Regions from separate parts of the Drosophila melanogaster genome. Here all the other regions are linked to region 1. The links are chromatin contacts, called in public Hi-C and targeted proximity ligation maps. All regions are on one chromosome and are shown on one strand. The core of a region is the stretch at or near the end of the contact, and the rest is flanking DNA. Distances in the headings are between cores, read along the strand shown.

What was found. A called contact is a pair of places that touch in the nucleus more often than the background predicts.
Region 2: a contact with region 1 is called in a targeted proximity ligation map of the Kc167 cell line, with 4 times the contacts expected there. A contact is called at or near these places in 6 of 107 Hi-C or Micro-C datasets (the Clone 8 cell line, the Kc167 cell line, the Ras3 cell line and 3 more) and 1 of 7 datasets of targeted methods (the Kc167 cell line).
Region 3: a contact with region 1 is called in a Hi-C map of the Kc167 cell line, with 2.4 times the contacts expected there. A contact is called at or near these places in 23 of 107 Hi-C or Micro-C datasets (the Clone 8 cell line, the Kc167 cell line, the PNm cell line and 8 more) and 1 of 7 datasets of targeted methods (the Kc167 cell line).

The regions. Positions count from the first base shown.
Region 1 is chr3R:10,432,756-10,436,452 of dm6, reverse strand. Cyp12e1 (Cytochrome P450 12e1) reads right to left here and starts at 1,664. Exons shown (of 6, transcript NM_141746.4): 1 at 1,576-1,664; 2 at 1,428-1,518; 3 at 1,110-1,353; 4 at 945-1,061; 5 at 436-886; 6 at 1-377. The coding sequence starts at 1,653.
Region 2 is chr3R:10,566,018-10,569,397 of dm6, reverse strand. All of the region lies in intron 6 of hth (homothorax), which reads left to right. Among named protein-coding and RNA genes, the nearest start is that of hth, 47 kb to the left of the region's middle.
Region 3 is chr3R:10,612,921-10,616,599 of dm6, reverse strand. It overlaps hth (homothorax), which reads left to right and starts at 2,324. Exons shown (of 14, transcript NM_057228.5): 1 at 2,324-3,615. The coding sequence starts at 3,601.

The sequences.
Region 1 (3,697 bases), core at 415-2,914:
GCAGTTTCACCCACCAAATGGGAGTTGGATTCATCGCGCAGCCACCTCTCAGGGATAAATTCTCGAACCTTGGGCACAAACTGCTCCATATTGGCCATCTGGTAGTTGGCCGCAATGCCAACATCCGTTCCGGCCACAACTCTATATCCACTGAGCACCACATCGTGGGGCATTCGGCGAAGGGTTCCCGGGCCAATGGGATACATGCGAATGCCCTCCTTGATGCAGGCCCTTAGATAGGGCAGATTTCTCATATTTTCTATGGTCAGCGATGAGTCCTTGTTGGGTAATATTCCCCTGATCTCCTCCAGAAGTCGAGCCTGCTTGTCAGGACTCTTGGACAGGCTGAATAAGATTCCTCCTAGGGTTACAAGAGTCTGCCAATGAAATAGAATGAACTTTAATAATTTTGAAGTGATTCAATTGTAAACTTACAGGATCCGCTCCTGCAAATAGCAAATCCATGGCTATAATCACTGCTGTTTGGCGATCGAAGCGGGCCAGCTTCTCCAGCAGGCTAGTTTCCAAACCAATCTCATTCAGTGTTCCAGCCTTGGCGTCCTCCTCGATCCGTTTTAAAGCGTTCCCAATGTGGAAATAGCAAAAGTCCGTAATTGTATCCAATGAACGCATGAGCTTCTTGAAATTAGGCATTGGCAAATATTTCCAAAATGCGGGCATAATGTCCAGCTGAAAGCCCAGCTCAACTACATCTTGCAGAGCCAAGACGAGCTTTTGAATATCCTTGTTATTCCGCTGTTCTCCCAATAAGCCAAGATGTGTGTTCAGGGCAACAGAGCAAATCGATTCGATCACCAAATGCCGAATGTCCACGGCAAAGTCATCTGGCATCTCTTGCGTAACAGGATCTCGAATAATGCGAATGCTTAAATTTAATTAAAGAAGTTCTTTTAGATTTTAGTGAAAATTCTAACATTGCTTACCGCTCCAGAAACTCATCGCTTACTTGTACCAAATTCGTCATATAAAGCTTGGCGTTACGTGGTTGCAACAAAATGGGATTGACAGCAGTGCGCATTTTGCCCCAAGCAGGTCCATTTCTAAAAGTTTATAAATGTCATATTACTCCTCAAATCTAGTTTACTTACCCCGAAGTCAACCCATCATAGCCATCGAATACTTCCCGCCGGTGAACCCTTTTAAAGTAGTCCATTACCTCAAAACTCCTTCTATAAGGATACTGACCCTCGTTTCGAAAGATTACTTCGTAGTCCTGAGGATTCATCGTTAGCACCAAATCGGTTCCTGCCACACTGGGCATCCGAAAGATACTTCCATATTGTCGGTTCATATCGAGAAACATTTCGTGGACCGGCAAATTCTTATAGAGACCTTAAGAGAGGATTTCAACAAAAGATCAACAATTCTCGAATGAGAGAATACTGGAAAGCTTTTCCTTCACTTACCGCCCGGCAGAAAAGCTCTGATCAATTGCAATTTACTGGGTCCCGGAATATCAGCATAAGGTTTGGCCTCTTCCAAGTTCACTGCTGTGGCCTATTGATTTATGCTACATACACATATAAATATATATTTAAAATATATTTTCCTTACCTTTTGGGCCAGACCCCTGCATAGCTGGTAGATCTGCCTAGAGATCTGTTTATTTGCGTTCCACTGCGTTGACAACATTTTGCAGACTAAAAAGATTCTTTCAACTTTCGATTAGTAAACTTTTTGAATTAATTCACATTTAGTGAGCTTTGCAAAGCTTTCCAGTTCGCTCTTTTTCTCAGCGGGTGAATATTTGATTAATTTTGTTTATGTTTTTTTCAGCAATTTGTTTTGGTCTCGATTTCGTTGGAAAGATTGCAAAACTTGGAAATAAGCTTTTGTGATGTCATAATTGGAATGCCTATCTTAATTCTATATTTTGTCTTTCGTCTGTTATTTCTGTGTACTCATTCTACAAATAAATCCAATGTTTAGCATAAGTGTATGATACATTCAAACTCTAATAGTCGCCACATAGCGTTCACTATCTGTTAAGGTATCTAAATTCATGTTAAGCTTATAATTTCCCTAGCTAACTTACACATAACGCATACGCAACGTTGACCCTGTTAGATCTTTAAAAACCTTAGCAGAGCCGCCGGAAATTTAAGCCTGTCACCAACACACACCCACACAGGGACAACGATACCCAGACAAAGGCAATATCAGCGGTGACAGAAAATCTATATAGACGGGCCAGACTGACGGCTATAATAAAATCGATTTTTTATGTTTTTGGCAACTGACAAGGACGCGTCGCAGCGAGTGTAAGCGTCTCGACAAGCGGGCCCATAAATATATCCTGTGTAAGGACATACACACCCACCGACTGAAACCCAGTCACACACACAGGGACACTCGAGCACGCACACACACGCTCGCTCACACTCACACTCACACAGAGACAGCTGATGATGGGCATACAAAAGTTGACCTCGACTTTGAGCTGTCAAAGCCAGCTAACTAAACTGACCTAAACCAACAAAAATCGACTTTTGCAGCCTAAACACAAAGCCTGAGGATGACGTGGCCGGAAAAAAGGGGGCGTGGCAGTCAGAGGGCGACGGAGGGGTGTTAAAATACAAAATATCAGCATGACGCAATGATTTCCGGGACGGGAGTGAAAATGAAACCTGTTGGAGCGGCGAGCTGTTGGCAATATAAACAAATTCAATTTGACAGCTGACAGCGACGGCGGTTCACACAAACACATCGAAAAGGCGAGAGCGCACCACACACACACACACACACATAGTCGTAGGGAAAAGAGAAAGCAGCACACACATACAGAGTAACAAACAAAAGCCGCAAGTAATAAACTTTTACGATCTGTTTTACGGCCACGCGGCACGTGCAACTAGGCCCAGGATATTTGGAGTAAGCGGGGTCGGCGGGTGGGTTGCAACATAAATTTAATGAAGCTAAAAGCGGGGCGCAACAACAATGCAGACATCTCACCCACACGAAAACACACATACACCCACATTTACAAAAGGAAAGAGAGGAAAGAACGATTCACATGTTGAAGCGGAGTTTCAACGGAGGCTGGGCAATAATAATAAAATAAAAGTAAATTGTTCAAGGCCAGCCATATTTTATGTTATTATTTTACAAATAGCAGAGCATAGGGCAAAAGGGTAGGACCTTGCACAGAATAAAGAAAAAGGATAATAGGAAGAGAATAGAACGCAGAAAGAGTTGCTAAAACAATACAGTTTTTTGGGTGCCATAAATACATTTATGAAAACAATTACATAATATTAAAAAGAATATCAGAAATGGCAAAAAACTAAGCAACTTTATATCGAATTATATGTGATCGTTATTTTCCCCTCAGTGCAGAGATTTTGATTTTTCTTTGCAGCGAAAACTGAACAAATTTCGCCGCATGAGCTTGGAAAAAAAAGAAGGGGGATGCTAGCCAGATCCTGGGACCTCCCCCACTCGCCCCCAATATTAGTGTTGTTGTGTCTGCGACACAAAAACGTCAGAAGCACTCACCGAGAGCACTCGCCGCTGTCCTTGCCGCAAATGCCATTGATGGATGATGCGCCTGCCCATTCGCCCACGCAGCCACTCGGGCCACCCATTCCACCCACTCCACCCGCTTCACCCCGAACGTAGTCAGCAGGATTCCGGATTTCACCCCTGCGCTGGAGGGTAAAAATAAAAACACTAAAAC
Region 2 (3,380 bases), core at 553-3,052, 130 kb before region 1:
ACTTCCGAAATGCTACTCCTGCTACTCTGACTTGAACCAAACTCAATCTCGGGCAACGCTTCGTGTTGCAATAATCAAATTTTCTAATTTTTATGGCCCTCTGCGGGGCTGACAAAGCGGCGAGTAATGGCCAAAAAGTGAGGCTCACGACCAGGTCTAATTGATTTGGCAGTGGCCGGCATGATTCAACCTTAAGTACTCTTACTTATTTCTGGAGAGGCACAGGCAGTGGCTTTTCGGGGGAAATATGGGAGTGGGACTGGGAATGGTAATGTTGGCTCTGGGAGTCGAGGGGCGGAACTTGTGCCTCGTCATGGCCATGGCGACGTCGTCTTCCAGTCTGCTGCTCGCACTGGCCATGATGCGACACTTTTGGCCAGGCCAGGCTTTTAAAGACTCGACCGCCCCTCTATTCAAAAGACTGTCTCTAAAAAGGGGAAAAAAAGAAGAATGAAATAATACACAGAACTCAAAAGCGCCGTGCTGAAGTTCGCGGCAAAGATGACTGGGCTAAAATTCAAAACAAGAGTGTTCAGATCGCATTCAGATGAGAAATTTCATGGCACTGAGGGAAATTGGTGTATTAAATTGATCAATAAGCCAAATCAATAAAAAAGTTATATGATTATTGATTGTCAACAAACCTATCATTCTGTTTGATTAAACAGTTTTATTCATAGATATATTGAATATGCACCATAATTTTACCTTGCGTATTATCTCTCAACTTAAAGAATATTTTCGCTTTTCTCAGTGTAACACTCTCCTATTTGAAAGGGGCTAACAGGGAACTGGGGAGTTTATTTGGAATGCGTAGCTCGCGCGAATCTTTGATCTACATTTGAGTCACTCTGGGCCATTTATCAGTGTGTTCATATCAATAATACTGTATGAATTTCGTATTATGCTGCCCGTCGAGGTGACTCGACACTTTTGGGCTTCCAGAGGGCATGACATACCGTACCATACAACCCCGCCCATTCCACCAGCACCACAACCACTGGCAATGGCATTTTTTTGAGGCATGACTCGCCAGACAGCGACAAATCCTTGTAATGCCTCGTCTCTGGGCATGTTTCCTCTAGTCGGGCTAATTTCAGCTGTCAGCTTATCGGCCGGGCCAAAAGGAACAAGCCGGCGAGGCGATAAGTTGGCCAACACCTTGGGGCACTTGCAAAATGCAATCTATGAAATCTCCCCGCTTGCGAAATGAAAATGTTTGGGTCTCTCGAATGCGAGCGTCGTTGTAGCTGGGATTTGCGTTAGTCTGCTGACAGGGAAACGTCCACGAAGTGTCCGATTTGGGATCGGAATCGTACTGCGAATCGGAATCGGGATCCTGCTGGCCCGGTCCGATGTCTTGGCTAATCTCTGGGCCAGGTTGTCGTCTCTATCGGCCAGCGGAATCTATTTGACACTGTCTGGGGTCTTGGCTTTTGGGTTTTGGGTATTGGTTTGGGGACCGATGTCGTTGTCTTTCCGCTGGATTTTCGTTTGTCCCGGGAGACTTTTTAGCACGCTACAAAAAAAAAAAAAAAAAAAAAAAGGTGGGGAGTCGGGTAAAAATGGGGAAAAACAGAATGGGCAAAGGGGAGAGGGGGCGTGACAGTTTACATGAAATTACTTTGCATACACATGCATTAAATTAATTACACGATTAATGTTCTCACATGCAAGCCAGTCTGCAAGCCTCTTATGCAAATCTATTTCTCGCGATCATTGCAGCATTTGCATGTCGCTATCTTGATATCTTTTGCCGGCAAGAAAATGATTCCATTGGCTTTCGTGATTTCCCTCCCTCCCGTTTGCATCCCCAGGAATTTGTGTTGGAATTGTGTGAAACATGCCATTTGAATAATTATCTTATTTGCATGGCAGCCGCAGCGAGAAATGCACTCAGGTGCAAATTAAAAGAGGAAAAAATAAGGAAAACTAGAGTCCAAAGTTCTGGAGACCCCATCTCTCCGACATTTTTTCCCATTTTTTTCTTTTTCTCCGACTGGTTAATCTGGGGCTGTGTGAGCGAAAAGTTCAAATTGATAGCTGCGAGATTTGTGGAGCAGATAAATCCGATCTGTGCGAAATGTAAAATCGCGTGCAGCTCCATTTGCTCCATTTCCGCCGAGCCTTTCCTCCTTGGGATGGATGGATACCTCTATGTATTTTCCTATTTATTTATAGTGTTTTTGTACCTTTTTTTCGGGCCTGCAGTCTCAACGTTTCCACTGTTTGTGTAACATAATAGCAAAGGCAAACAAATGATAAGTTTGATAGAGTCACAATTGCGCGCCACCGCTGCCTTATCTATTTATTATTTTACCTTACTTATATTCCTGACTTCTTCGGGAAGCCGAGTAGTTTTTTCAGGTAGCTTCTGAATTTTTATTATCAAAATACTAATTTCATTGTTTGCACAAGATTTCCAAATTTCTTTTTTTTTTTTTTTGAGCTACGGCAGCCAGTGCTTCAATTTGGCTGTTATCAGCCTATAAATATTTAATCACAGACCTGTACTTTAGGCATTCATTCTCCATTCTCCATTCTCGCTCATGTTTTATTGTTATTTTGGGTTCGGGTTTGGGTTTGGCTTTCGTTGGCTGCTGATAGCGGACAGCATGGGAAGTCAAGATTCTTGGTTAGATAATGGTCACAAGGGAGCTGCAACACGGCGTATGAGTAATTTGCCGTGCTTGGATCTAAAATAGTCGACTTGCTGTTCTCCGGTTTAGTTTAATTATGTCAAGTGTTTCGACATGAAATTAAAATGTTGCCACTCGAGCTGGAATTTAACTGGAAAATTAATTTGTCATTGCCTGTGGATGTATGTTCGAATTCTGAAGATATGATAGCAGTCGGCCTGAAATGTGCGTAATTATTGGTGTTTAATTAAAATACTGATAGCCGATGACTTAGACGCTGATTAATATGGAATTATTGTGTGAATAAAGAAATAAATAAATGTGATGGTGAGGTGAACACTTTTCCCGAGAGCTTAGCGCCTTTAATTTCAATAAACTTAAAGCAAACTTGAACAAACTTTAAGCCTTTTGTCTGTCTGAGTGTACACAATAATTGTGTGTAATTAACTTGCCATTTGATTGAAATTATACCCCGCACACACACTCACACTCGCACATCCATTCATTCATTTGTGGAAAATTCTTAGTAAAGCAATTTGCCTGCCAAAAGTGATGGCTGCCAAAGGGGGCGAACGATTTCAGTCAGCCATATTGAATTGTTCGGGCTGTTCCAAGGAGTTTTGCACCTCCACTGGCTTTAATTAAAAATTCAACCCCCCAAACAAAATGGCTCACACACATGAACACACATTTTACAGCTTGAGCAAATTTGAAAAACAATTAAATGCCATGCGCGCAATT
Region 3 (3,679 bases), core at 1,075-3,574, 180 kb before region 1:
ACTGGGTGGAGGCCCAGCCCCCTAAATTCGCTTCCTGCCCCTCCTTTTGTACACCCCCCCCCCCACCGTTCGCTCTTCTCGCTTCTTGATTATTTTCCTTTTTCGGTGATTTAAATTTCATGGTCCCTTCAATTTGGCAAAGTTCTAAATATTAAATTAAATTCCTGCTTCATTTGCAAAAATTCTTGAGCTTTTCTGGAGCTGTCCGCTTTATTTGCATTCTTCGAAATTTAAGTTATCTGTTCTTATTAAATTTCATCTGAAAACATTTTTTCACTCAGTATTATTCTACGAACTAAGTATATTCTATTCCTCAATTAGCGCTTCTCAGAAAACCTCGAGTTTTCTTAAACAAATAAACTTCATTTGTCTAACATTTCGTTGGGATCCTTGAACTTTGCTACCGCGTCGATCGATCTATTCGAATTTAACTTGGTCACCGATAAGTCTGAAAAGTTCCCACACTTAAGCGTTTCACTAATTTATTGCACTTAATTGATTCGATTTTATGTGATTTTTGTTTCACATAAATTACTTGGCTTTTGGCCCGAGCAGACGCACAAAAGTTGGACGTCTGAAAAAGCCAAAAGAAAGCGAGTCCCGAAACGAAAAAAGGGAAAAAGCAACCGCAAATCAATCAAAGTCTCATAAATTTGTCAAAGTGTTGACAAGACGCAGAAACAGAGCACCTATATCATACATAGTTCCCAAGATTTTGGGGGTTTGGGATTTCGGGATGAAATGGCAACCAGATTAAGTGCAACATCATCTTTTTGACCAGCGAAAACAGACACGGGAAATCCTTTTGGCGAGCGTCGGAAAACAAACAAGGCTATTTTTCATTTTCCTAAAAACGCCGGCCAAATCGCCCCGTCTCTCTCGCTCGCCAGTATCCCCGTCTCTTTCGGCGTAATGGCAACTGCAGCGCCAAGCCAAAAATACGCTGGTGAAAAATGGCCTGGGAATATGTGTTAACTGCTTTTTAAACTGCCACGAGGACGACGACACGACAGTAACAATAACAGCAACAATAGACAGGATTTCGGACTGAATACGAAGATTGGCATACCTTGTTACCCTGTAGTTATTGGTAAAACAAATTGGACTAATTTATTTTAGTTTAAAATGTAAAAAAAAATTTGTACAATCACGCCGAAGATATCACAATTGACTGAAAATTGCCCAAACATACTTGTCATCAAAAAACTTGTTCAAATAATGCAAAAGCCCGTTTCCTCAATTTTTTATTTTTGGTTTGAGATGTAACACCATTTGTACAGGGTATATAAAAAACCAAATGAGAGTAGATTCGCCAAACAGGAGCGCAGAATGACCTGCAAAATATGCAATTTTCAGCGAATGTTTTTGACAATTTATCGCCGTTCCATTTGTTGTTGTTCCCCAAGAAGTAAGAAAGAGAGAGAGAGGAGAAACTCGAACAGCTGTTTGTTGTTGTCAGGATCGCATATCCTTCCAAAGTGGCCAGATCACCGTTACAAGCCAAAAGGACGCAATAAAGGAACTGCAGCGAAAAGTTTGTTTTTGTCGTCCACGTTTCTTCTTCTTCTCCTTCAAGTTTCTTCTCTTTTTTGCCGCTTTTCTTCGAAGGCGTTGCCTATTCGGGCAAAAGTGTGTGTGTGCGAGTGTGTGTGGGGGCGCCAAAAGAGAGCGAAAAGTGAGCGAAAGCTGAAGCTGATGGACAACTGAAGCTTTCTCGCTGCCTTTCAACCTGTAAAGGTGCGGCGAAAAAGAGCCAAGCTGCCAACTGCCACTCACTCAAGCGAAAATAACAAATGGGATTGGTTTTTGCTGATTTTCGACGCCGACGCCGGCAGAGGGGCGAAAAACCCATAAGCCGTCTCCTTTTGGCCAAAGCCAAATAAATTTCAAACGCGGCGAACATTGCGCAAAAAGAGGCGAAAACTGAGAAAGAGAAAGAGATAGAACACCGCTGTACGGTACTGTATATGCATGTGAATGACAAGTGTGTGTATGACAGAAGAGGCGTACCAACAAATCAGTCATCGTCGCCCAGGATGCGAGCGCGCCTGCGCAGGCAATTCGCCGGAGCGTTCGCATAAACCATATATTCCTCTCGCTTGCACTCGCTGAGTTATGGCCAAGAGCGAGTTAATGGCACAATTGTTGCATCTGAACAGAGCGGGGCAGCTGCATGATTGACAATCATGCCGCACCGCTTGCACCCGTTGACTTTGCTGTTGTTTGTCGCTCAGCGCTCTCTTCGCTGTTAGTTAACAGCGATGTTAGGAGTGGAAACACGTCCGACTGTAGCGTAAATTCAAACGTATCTGGCGGGTTGGTTTTTCGATGAAATATCTTTCATCCGCACAGTGTATTTTTGACTGCGAAGCGCGTACGACGTGTGTCTGTGTTGCGTTGCGTTCGAATAAAAAAGAGAAGAAAAGCGAAAAAGTGTTGCCGTCGGTGAAGTTTATTATTATTATGATTATTATTATTGCCCGTTAACCACGCGTTTTGCCATCAATCAACAAATAAACAACACAAGAAACACTTTGGAAATCGCGCGCGTTTTTCCATCGCGCGAACAAAACAATCACGTTTTTTAGTGTGTTTTTCAATCACAATCGAAAAGTTCTCCTTTTCACAATTGAAGGCCAAAATAAATACTGTTATTTGAGGGCCGCGGAGGGAATTTCTTTCAACGAGGGGATCCCGCCGATCCCCCCGCAAAAACAAAGAAACACGCAAATTGCCGTCGCAAAAACACAACAGAATATATTGCATTATATATTAACAATATAATTTGTTCATCTCTAGTAACGTAGTATGTAGAAGCAGCTGTGATAAATAGTGCGCATATTATACGAAAAAAGCAAAAAGAGTATACGACAAACAAATAAAAATTAAAAGCAACCACAACTACTACTATAAAAATAACCAAGGAAAAGGCAAGGAAACTCGCAAAACGAGAGAGAGAGGAAAAGGGAAAAAACGCCATGGATTTATGACAACAACAAATGCAACCCAGTAACAAATGATGTTGCAGCAACTACTACAATACACGAGTATACCAAGAACATCAACAACAACAACTGCAACGGCAACCAACAACAAATTGTATACGATTTTTATAAACCAAACAAATGCTATGTAAATAATTATTATAACAAACACACAAGTAAAAAAAACATTCAAAACCAGATCTCCCGCTCTAGAAAACAAACAACAAACGCGCGCGTAACAAAAACGACAACATCAACAATACAACAAGTATACAAACGTAATAATAATACATAAAATCTAAACAAATGTGCCTGTGTTAAAAAAAAAGAAAGCAAAATCAAGAAGCAAAGCGTTCAAAAAGCAAAGGCTTCCCAATACATGAAAAAAGTGCAAAACATATATAAAAATCCAAGAAAATAACATCCAAAACTGAAGAACTGGAAAAGCCAAGAGTAAATCTAAGGACTCCACACGGGCAGCTACAGTAGAGCTTCCCTAAAACCGAAGCAGTTGCAGCGGCGGAGCGGGACGTCGGTCAGTGTGTTGCGCCCCCATTTGTTGTTCCTACTGTAAAAAGTGGCACAAATCGGGTTAGACGTCGCTCCCAGAGCATTAATGGCTCAGCCCAGGGTAAGTAGATCCACCAAAGTTCACTTTCTAAATATATAGAATCCATATAGAATGGTCCCCCGAG